Linked DNA regions of Mus musculus: region 2 is linked to region 1. A link is a contact called in public promoter capture Hi-C data. All regions are on one chromosome and are shown on one strand. Each heading gives the region's core, a stretch centred on a gene start, on an enhancer-like site or on the middle of the called end of the contact. The rest is flanking DNA. Distances are from core to core; before and after follow the strand shown.

Region 1 (3,352 bases), core at 728-3,227:
CAACTACATCATCGGAGACACCGTCTTCAATAAACACTTTAGCTGTCTAACTAAAGTTCTGTGGGGATAGAAAGAAGGCTCAGTTAATCTTCCAGGGCACCTGGGTTGGGCTGGTGGCAGCTCCAGTGGCAGCTCACAAGGATCTGGGATCACAGGCGTGTGCCACTAGGTCTGGCCCATAATTAGAATTCTACAGACTTCCCATACTGACAAAAACCATCCTGTAGGTCCACCACCCTTGCACTGTGCTCTGTATCCCCGACCACTCCACCCCACCCCCAAATCAGGCCCAGTTTTCTCTAATGCTCGTGTGTAAAGAGGAGAGCACTAGATGAGAGAGGGAAGAAGGGTCAAAAGGAAACACGAAGCTTTAAAACCATGGGCTCCTGAGAATGTTCAGACAAGGCAACGACAGAAGCCTGGGAAAATACGAGTTCCAGAACTGTGACATGGCTTCAGGTTATTTCCATTATGTTAAACTCACAGCTCTGGATTCTCTGCATCAGAACTAAAGCTGTGTGTCTTACAGTATGTGGAAATCCTCCCGTGATTTGTTGTATTATACAACTATGGGACAGGTAAGAAATCACCCCCCTGTCCCAGTATTGACTAGCCTTGCCACCAGGCTACCACTACTCTGTGAACAGGGCCTGGTACCACACAGCTAACAACACCCCAATATGAGGCTGAGGCAGGAGGATCACAACTTCAAGCTACACAGAGAGTTGGAGGCCAGCCTGAACTACACAGTGGACCTGTCTTTAAAAAAAAAAAAAAATTATGTTTTAGCCGGGCTTAACCGGCATGGCAGTGCACACCTGCCAACGGCAGCACTAGGGAGTCTAAGAGAATCAAGGTCAGCCTCGACTGAGTCGTGGGTTTGGACTATCTAAGGCTGCAGGAGACCCCAGACTCCAGGATTCAGATTAAAACCAAAACAATACCGTTATTACACTGTGAAACCTTGGCAGTGTGGCCCACGCCTATATCTCTGAACTACGGAGTCTGAATCGGGAAGATCGGTGTTGAAGGTGGGTCTTGTCTACATAGGGAAATCCTAGCCAGTTAAGGCTGCATTAAACCCTCTTTTGGATACATTTTTGACAACCCAAAGTCAAGTCACAAATCTAAAACTGAACACACACACACACTCACACTCACTCTCTCACTCTCACTCTCTCTCTCTCTCTCTCTCTCTCTCTCTCTCTGTCACACACACACACACACACACACACACACACACACACACACACACACAGAGAAGTTGGAAAGATGGCTACGGGGTTAAGAATACCTGCTATTCCTGAGGACCAGAGTTAAGTTCTCAGCAACCCCATCATCAGGCAGCTACCAATGGAGTGTAACTCTGGGTCTAAGGACACAACGCCCTCTTCTGGAGTCGGTGGGTATTTGCGCTCACGTGCGCAGACAAGATAATACAAACACATCATGTAAATAATTTTCCAAAACAATCATTTTTTTTTCTAAAACTTGCAAAGGATGCTAGTAGGTCCACGCAGCCTTATTCAGCCGACCTATACAAGCCTTGACTGAGGGAGCAGGACTCCGCAGGCCTCGGGAGGATGGAACAGGACCGGGTCAGCTAATAGAGGAGTGAACGGAGCTGGGGTGGCTGGGAGAGCCTGCGCACCGATCCGCCCAGCACGCCGTGGGCCCCGGGTTCAGGGTCCCCGGTCCCGGCCCATGCGCCCGCGATTACGACCCCGTCTCCTACTCACCGCCCCGCAGACTGGCGGCTCGAGCCCGCGGACGCCCGCGGCCTGGCCCTGTTCACTCGCGGCGGCGCGCGGCGGGCCCCGGGCTGCCCCGCACCATCCTCTCCGCCGCTCCGGAGACAGCGAGCGGCTCCTCGGGGCCGAAGCGACGACCCGAAGCCAGGCCAGAGCGCGCCAACGGGACGCCGGCTCCGCGCGCTGCGAACGCCGGGCTTTCCGGGTGAAGGCAGAAAACCACGTCACCACTAACGCCGCCGTGACCTCTGACCCCGCCCGCGCGCGACGGCGGCGCGGAAGGGACAGAATTGCTCCGGGGCGAGCGGCGGGTGGGGTCGGGGTTAGGAGGAGAAGCAGACTGTCTTCGTTTTGCAAATGGGAAAAGCATACACGGAGCTGCCTGAAATTTATCACTCGCATTCGCGAACTGCCGTGAGCTTGCTCGGTTCCGTCCCGAAGTGCTTCTGCAGGTCTTGGTGTGTATGGCGTGAGATAGTAAAGAGGACACGATTTTCGTTTATTTTTGTTGGAATTTTTTGTTTTGACACAGGGGTCTCGTGGATGGCAAGAGCTGGCTTCCTGTTCTCTCTGGAGCCCAATGAGGAGCCAACTACCTTAGTCATGGTGTTTGAGCACACTAATACCACCCTCCTCTCTGTAGACGGGACTCTAGGATCCACTGGATGGGAATCTGTCGCGTTTCTGGACAACAGGACAATTCATTTCAAGCCATGTCTCAGTCCCCAAGGACCTAGCTGACCTTAGAAGCAGCAAAATATTATCCTTTTTAAATTCCTCTAACCACATTAATACTGACCTTTGTACATGATTATTGAAAACCCAGGAGATCAGTTACACTTATCCATTTGTCTGGTCTTGACTTTTTTTGTTGTTCTTTAAAGACACGGTTGCTGGGCAGTGGGAAGGTTGTCCTTTGATCCCAGCATTCAAGAGTCAGAGGCAGATAGATCTTTGCATTTGAGGCCAGCCTGGTCTGCAGAATGAGTTCCAGGAAGCTGGGGCTAAACAAAGCCTGTCTTGAAAAAAAAAAAAAAAACCAAACCAACCAACAAACAAAAGAGATAAGGTCTTTCAATCCATCCCTGGCTGACTTAAAACTCACTATGTGACCCAAGCTGGTCTCAAACTCAAAGATCCATAAGTGCTGGGATTAAAGGTGTGCCATGAGACATGAGAACATTTGTGAGAATTTTCTCCTTAGGTAAAGACTATGCGATGTTTATCCCCTTTTCCTAAGGTCTCGGTGACAAACCAAAGTTCCCCCTGGAATGCCAGTAAATGTATCTGGCTTACTTACAGAGCATAGGCAAGAGGTTACTGCCAGCAGGGTGAGTGACCTCAAAGCAACTACACTGGAAAGTCCTCACCCAGAATGGATGATGGCTTCCCATAGAATGTGTAAGTGGAACTCTGATGCTTGTCTCCTCCAGAACCTCAAAGCCAAATAGTTCCAGGGAAATCGTATAGAAGACATCTGCATGTGTATGTCTGTGTGTGCACAGCATGTGTGTGCTCTCATTCCAGACAATGAGCTACCACTGCTATGCTTTTGGTTTTGAATAAGTGCAAGGAGCAGGTAGAAAGGCAGAAATACACAG
Region 2 (3,846 bases), core at 350-2,849, about 15 Mb before region 1:
TTTTGGGTATATGGTGAGCTTGTGCCCAATCTAGACTACATAAGACCCTGTCAAGAAATAAAGAAAAGAAAGGAAGAAAGAGGAAGGAAGACAGACAGTAAGAGGGAGAGAGAGAGAAATAGAGAAGGCAAGAGAGAAAGACAGAGAAAGGAAAGAAGGAAGGAAGGAAAGAAGGAATGCACAATACCTTTGGGTATTGAGAGTAATATAAAAAAAATTCTTGGTCTTCACAGTTACAAAGCTGTGTTCTTGTCCAGATTTACCAACTATTCTGTGACTCTGGGGGAGATCACTTTTCTTCTGCAGTCTTCTGTCTCATCTGTAGAATAAAAGCAGTAGATTACACACGTTAAATAGCCGCCAAAAATCTCTCTTTTTAGAACAACAAAGCAGGCCAGTCAAAATCTAAATAGAAACGCTGTTTTCTTCTTCTTCCGATTGCATAAAGCTTTCTAGCTGGCAAAGAGTAACCTATCAGCATAACAGACTCATCTGCTCAAAACTGTCTTTAGTCCCATCCACTGTATGGTGACTGACACTTTACAATCCCCTATTCCCACACCCCTTCTTAACAATTTAATAAATTAAGAATAAAACTCTTAAGACGTGGACTCAGGGTCACATTGCTGACAACCAGTGAGTCTAACAGATTAGAGGCTCCTGACTTCCCCATCAGTGGTCTTTGCTCTGGTTTTTCCAGCGCTTACGTTAAAAGATAGATTGACTCTGAGCCCTTCCCAGGGCGCACAGCCTGATTAGAGAATCACTTTCTCCTGACCTAGGAGGACTCAACCCGAGAGGCTCTCGGGGCCGGGGAGAGGTAAAACGAAGAGGCGATCGGATCAGGAGGAAAGAGGTGTTGTGTTGGGCTGTTTACAGACGTAGAAGAGCGGGAAAAGGGGTGAACAAGAGCGAAGTTACGGAAGGGACAGTGGCAGAAAACTCAAGAGCAGCATCTGAGAAAAAAAGCGGTGTTTAGACAGAAAACGGTCCCGGAAGAGAAAACGACGTGGGAAAAAAACACACACGCAGAGAGAGAAAGAGCGAGCCCCAAGTTTACCATCCCCTGTGCAAGTCATCGGAGACTCCAGCCTCTGCCGCATAAGCAGCTCACACAGCTCTCCTGCCCGTAACCATTGCCAAAGATACGGTACTCGAGAACCGAGCAGAGAAACACTCACCGGAAACTCAAGCACCTAAGGCCGCTGCTTCTTTATTGACGGCTTCCGCTCCGGCGACAAACTCTTCAGAATAAGGCCCTCGCGGGGCCCCGCCCACCTCGCGCGGAGATTGCGTCATCTTAGGTGTCCCTGGCGCTGCCTTTGTAGAATTCCGTAAACCGTACGGCCCTTTTCCTCTCACTTCCTGTAGGGGTGGCCCACACGGCTACGTGTCTCCTCGGACAGGGACACCGGGGAACGCGGATTCCTGGCAGTACATATTCTGGTCAGGAATTCAGGCACCTCCCAAGACAGCCCGGCCTCGGTGTGAGGTCCCAGATCCTCGCAGCCGTGGCGGCGGTGGCGGCGTCAGTGGCGCGCGGAGAGGGAACCAAGCCGGGCGGAAGAAGTCGATTCCAAGGAGTTTCCGGTTCCGGTGTCAGTTCGAGGCGCCGCCGCCGCCGCTGCAGCCGCCGGAGCCGAGATGCCTAAAGGAGGTGAGGGGGTGGGCGCGCGTGGTTCGCGTGGCTTCTCTAGTGGCGGCCGTAGGCGGGCTGCCGCGGACCCCTCAGCCCGCGGGTCTGGGGCCTCTAAGAGATCCGCGCTGAAGGAGGCCATCCCCGTCGCCTCCCAGCCATGCGTGGGCCTCGACGCTCAATTGTCCTGCCTGGGAAGCCGAGGACCACAGTGGTTGAGGGCCTCTCCGTCGGGGATTTTTGAGGAGACTCACGGGTGCTGGGTCCTTGTCCTTGAGGAGAGCAGGACCCAGGAGTCTCGGCCAAGCCTCCGGAGCATCTGAAGTTTGTCCTCCCATTTGGCTGGCCGGAGACTGAGTCACCGCGTCCCGCGCTGGTGCGGTGCCTGGCTGCCTCGAGCATAAAATGTGGCTTTTGTGGAGCTTTTGAGGAGCCACGCCTGCCTCATAATAAGACCTTGACTTGATGATGTGGGACCTGGCTCTGATTCTCTCCTTGCACCGTAGCCACTAAGGATGTGCTTCTGAGCCAGTCGCCTAACTTCTTTGTGTCCCGGTTTTGTCGTTTCCAAAAAGGGGGTTGGGGTGGGGGACATTGATTATATTTTCCTCCTGTTATGAGAGAGGCATAAACTAGGTAGCCCACGTACTCAGCCCAGTGCCCCGCAGCCCCTAAATGTTCAGCTATTACTGTGTGTAGAGACCAAGAAAACAAGTGTTTCCCATCGTACATTGGTTTCACCCCTTAGAATCAGGGGTTTGAATACCAGATATATCACATCTTAAGTCTGTGGCCTCAAACAAAACTTTTCCAGTTCGTTTTCTTCATCTGAACTACAGGGGTATTAATAAGGCTTAGTTGGATGAGTAGGAGACAGGCGGACAGGAGTTACGGTGGCAGAATAAATCGCTCTAAGGGCCTGGCTAGCTCCCAGCACAGAACAGATGTTCAGTAAATGTTGGCAGCTCACGTGTTAAGCCAGTTAATGCAGTGAGCCCACAGGAACATCTGCCTGGAGATTTTCAAGCTTAAATTGCTTCCTGTCAATATTCAGATATTAGGCTCTACAGGGCCAAGTGTGTCTAAATCTAGTTCTCTGCTGATTTATCCTGCGTCTAGAGGAGCACTGTCTTTGTTTCACAGTCTCATCTTTAAAAGGCAAAGGAACTTTTTTCAGCTCCTGACTCCAAGGTTGAGAATTACAGTTCGGCAGTCTTGAATATGAAATCATGGCTAATGGACTTAGTCTTGATTTCTGGGAAGCTTTGCAGGCAGATAAACAAAGCTTGTTTCCTTGCTTGGGCTAACATGAGAAAACAGTGATTAAAAACTATTTTAAAAAATCCCCCAGGAGCAAAGGACCAATTCTGTTTTCAGTATACTGTGAATTATTTTTTTAAAGCATCTTGAAAGAGCCTCAGTAAAACAAACAAACTAAGATCACGAAAGGGTGTTGCTTTTTTTGTTTGTTTGGCTGGTTGGTTGGTTGGTTTTTTGTTTTGTTTGTTTTTAATGGTAAAGCTTGGTATCTCACAATAGGCCTTTCATGAGCATACCTAGATACACCCCTGGGAACTCAGGTTGTCATTAAAAATGGGCGGTGTAGGCTGTTGGCAGCTCAATTACAGCTCTGCAGCTGCTGTCTAGGAAGTCACTGTGTCTCTGCAGTGGTCTCCGGAGCTTGCAACAGTTCTAGCTGTCTAATCATAGATTCTCTACTCATAGCAAGGGGTCTGCAGAAATCAAGAAAGGGCCTGTTTGGCAATAGAGGCCACAGTCACACCTGCATCGAGATGCCAAAGGCTTGCAACCCAGCTGTGAGACTAGCTTTAGCAGGGATTGGTCTAGTCGTCCGGCTAGCACATGAGGGTATGGCACTGATCCTCGTAGCTGAATTGTCTCTGACAGTCCTGATCAGTGTTAGACTGCTGTTGAGTCAGTCTATCTTTAATTTTGCCAGTTTAGTTGTTTTATGTGAGATTTGTATGTGTGTTTTGTTTTTTTGTCCATGTGTGTACAAGTGTACCATGCGTGCAGAGCCCACAGAGGTCGGGAGAGGGCTTTAGATCACCCAGGAACTGGAGTGATTCTGAGCTGCCCTGTAGGTGCTGGGAACCAACTAGGGCTATATGAAAGAACAGCAAACGTTCCTAACTGCTGAGCCGTTTCTCCAGCTCTATTTGCTAGTTTAATTCTGAATACAGAGTTTC

Evidence for each region. Promoter capture Hi-C pulls out the DNA fragments that hold promoters and counts their contacts.
Region 2: a contact with region 1 is called in a promoter capture Hi-C map of pre-B cells. The contact joins the promoter of Pdap1 here to the promoter of Tmem248 in region 1. A contact is called at or near these places in 2 of 39 promoter capture datasets (cranial neural crest and pre-B cells).

Annotation. Positions count from the first base shown.
Region 1 is chr5:130,220,960-130,224,311 of GRCm38.p6, reverse strand. Tmem248 (transmembrane protein 248) reads right to left here and starts at 1,977. Exons shown (of 7, transcript NM_027854.1): 1 at 1,740-1,977. Gm6598 (a long non-coding RNA gene) reads left to right here and starts at 446. Exons shown (of 2, transcript XR_377119.4): 1 at 446-578; 2 at 2,284-2,594.
Region 2 is chr5:145,137,778-145,141,623 of GRCm38.p6, reverse strand. It overlaps Pdap1 (PDGFA associated protein 1), which reads left to right and starts at 1,599. Exons shown (of 6, transcript NM_001033313.4): 1 at 1,599-1,657. The coding sequence starts at 1,645. It overlaps Bud31 (BUD31 homolog), which reads right to left and starts at 1,248. Exons shown (of 6, transcript NM_001310771.1): 1 at 1,182-1,248; 2 at 188-319.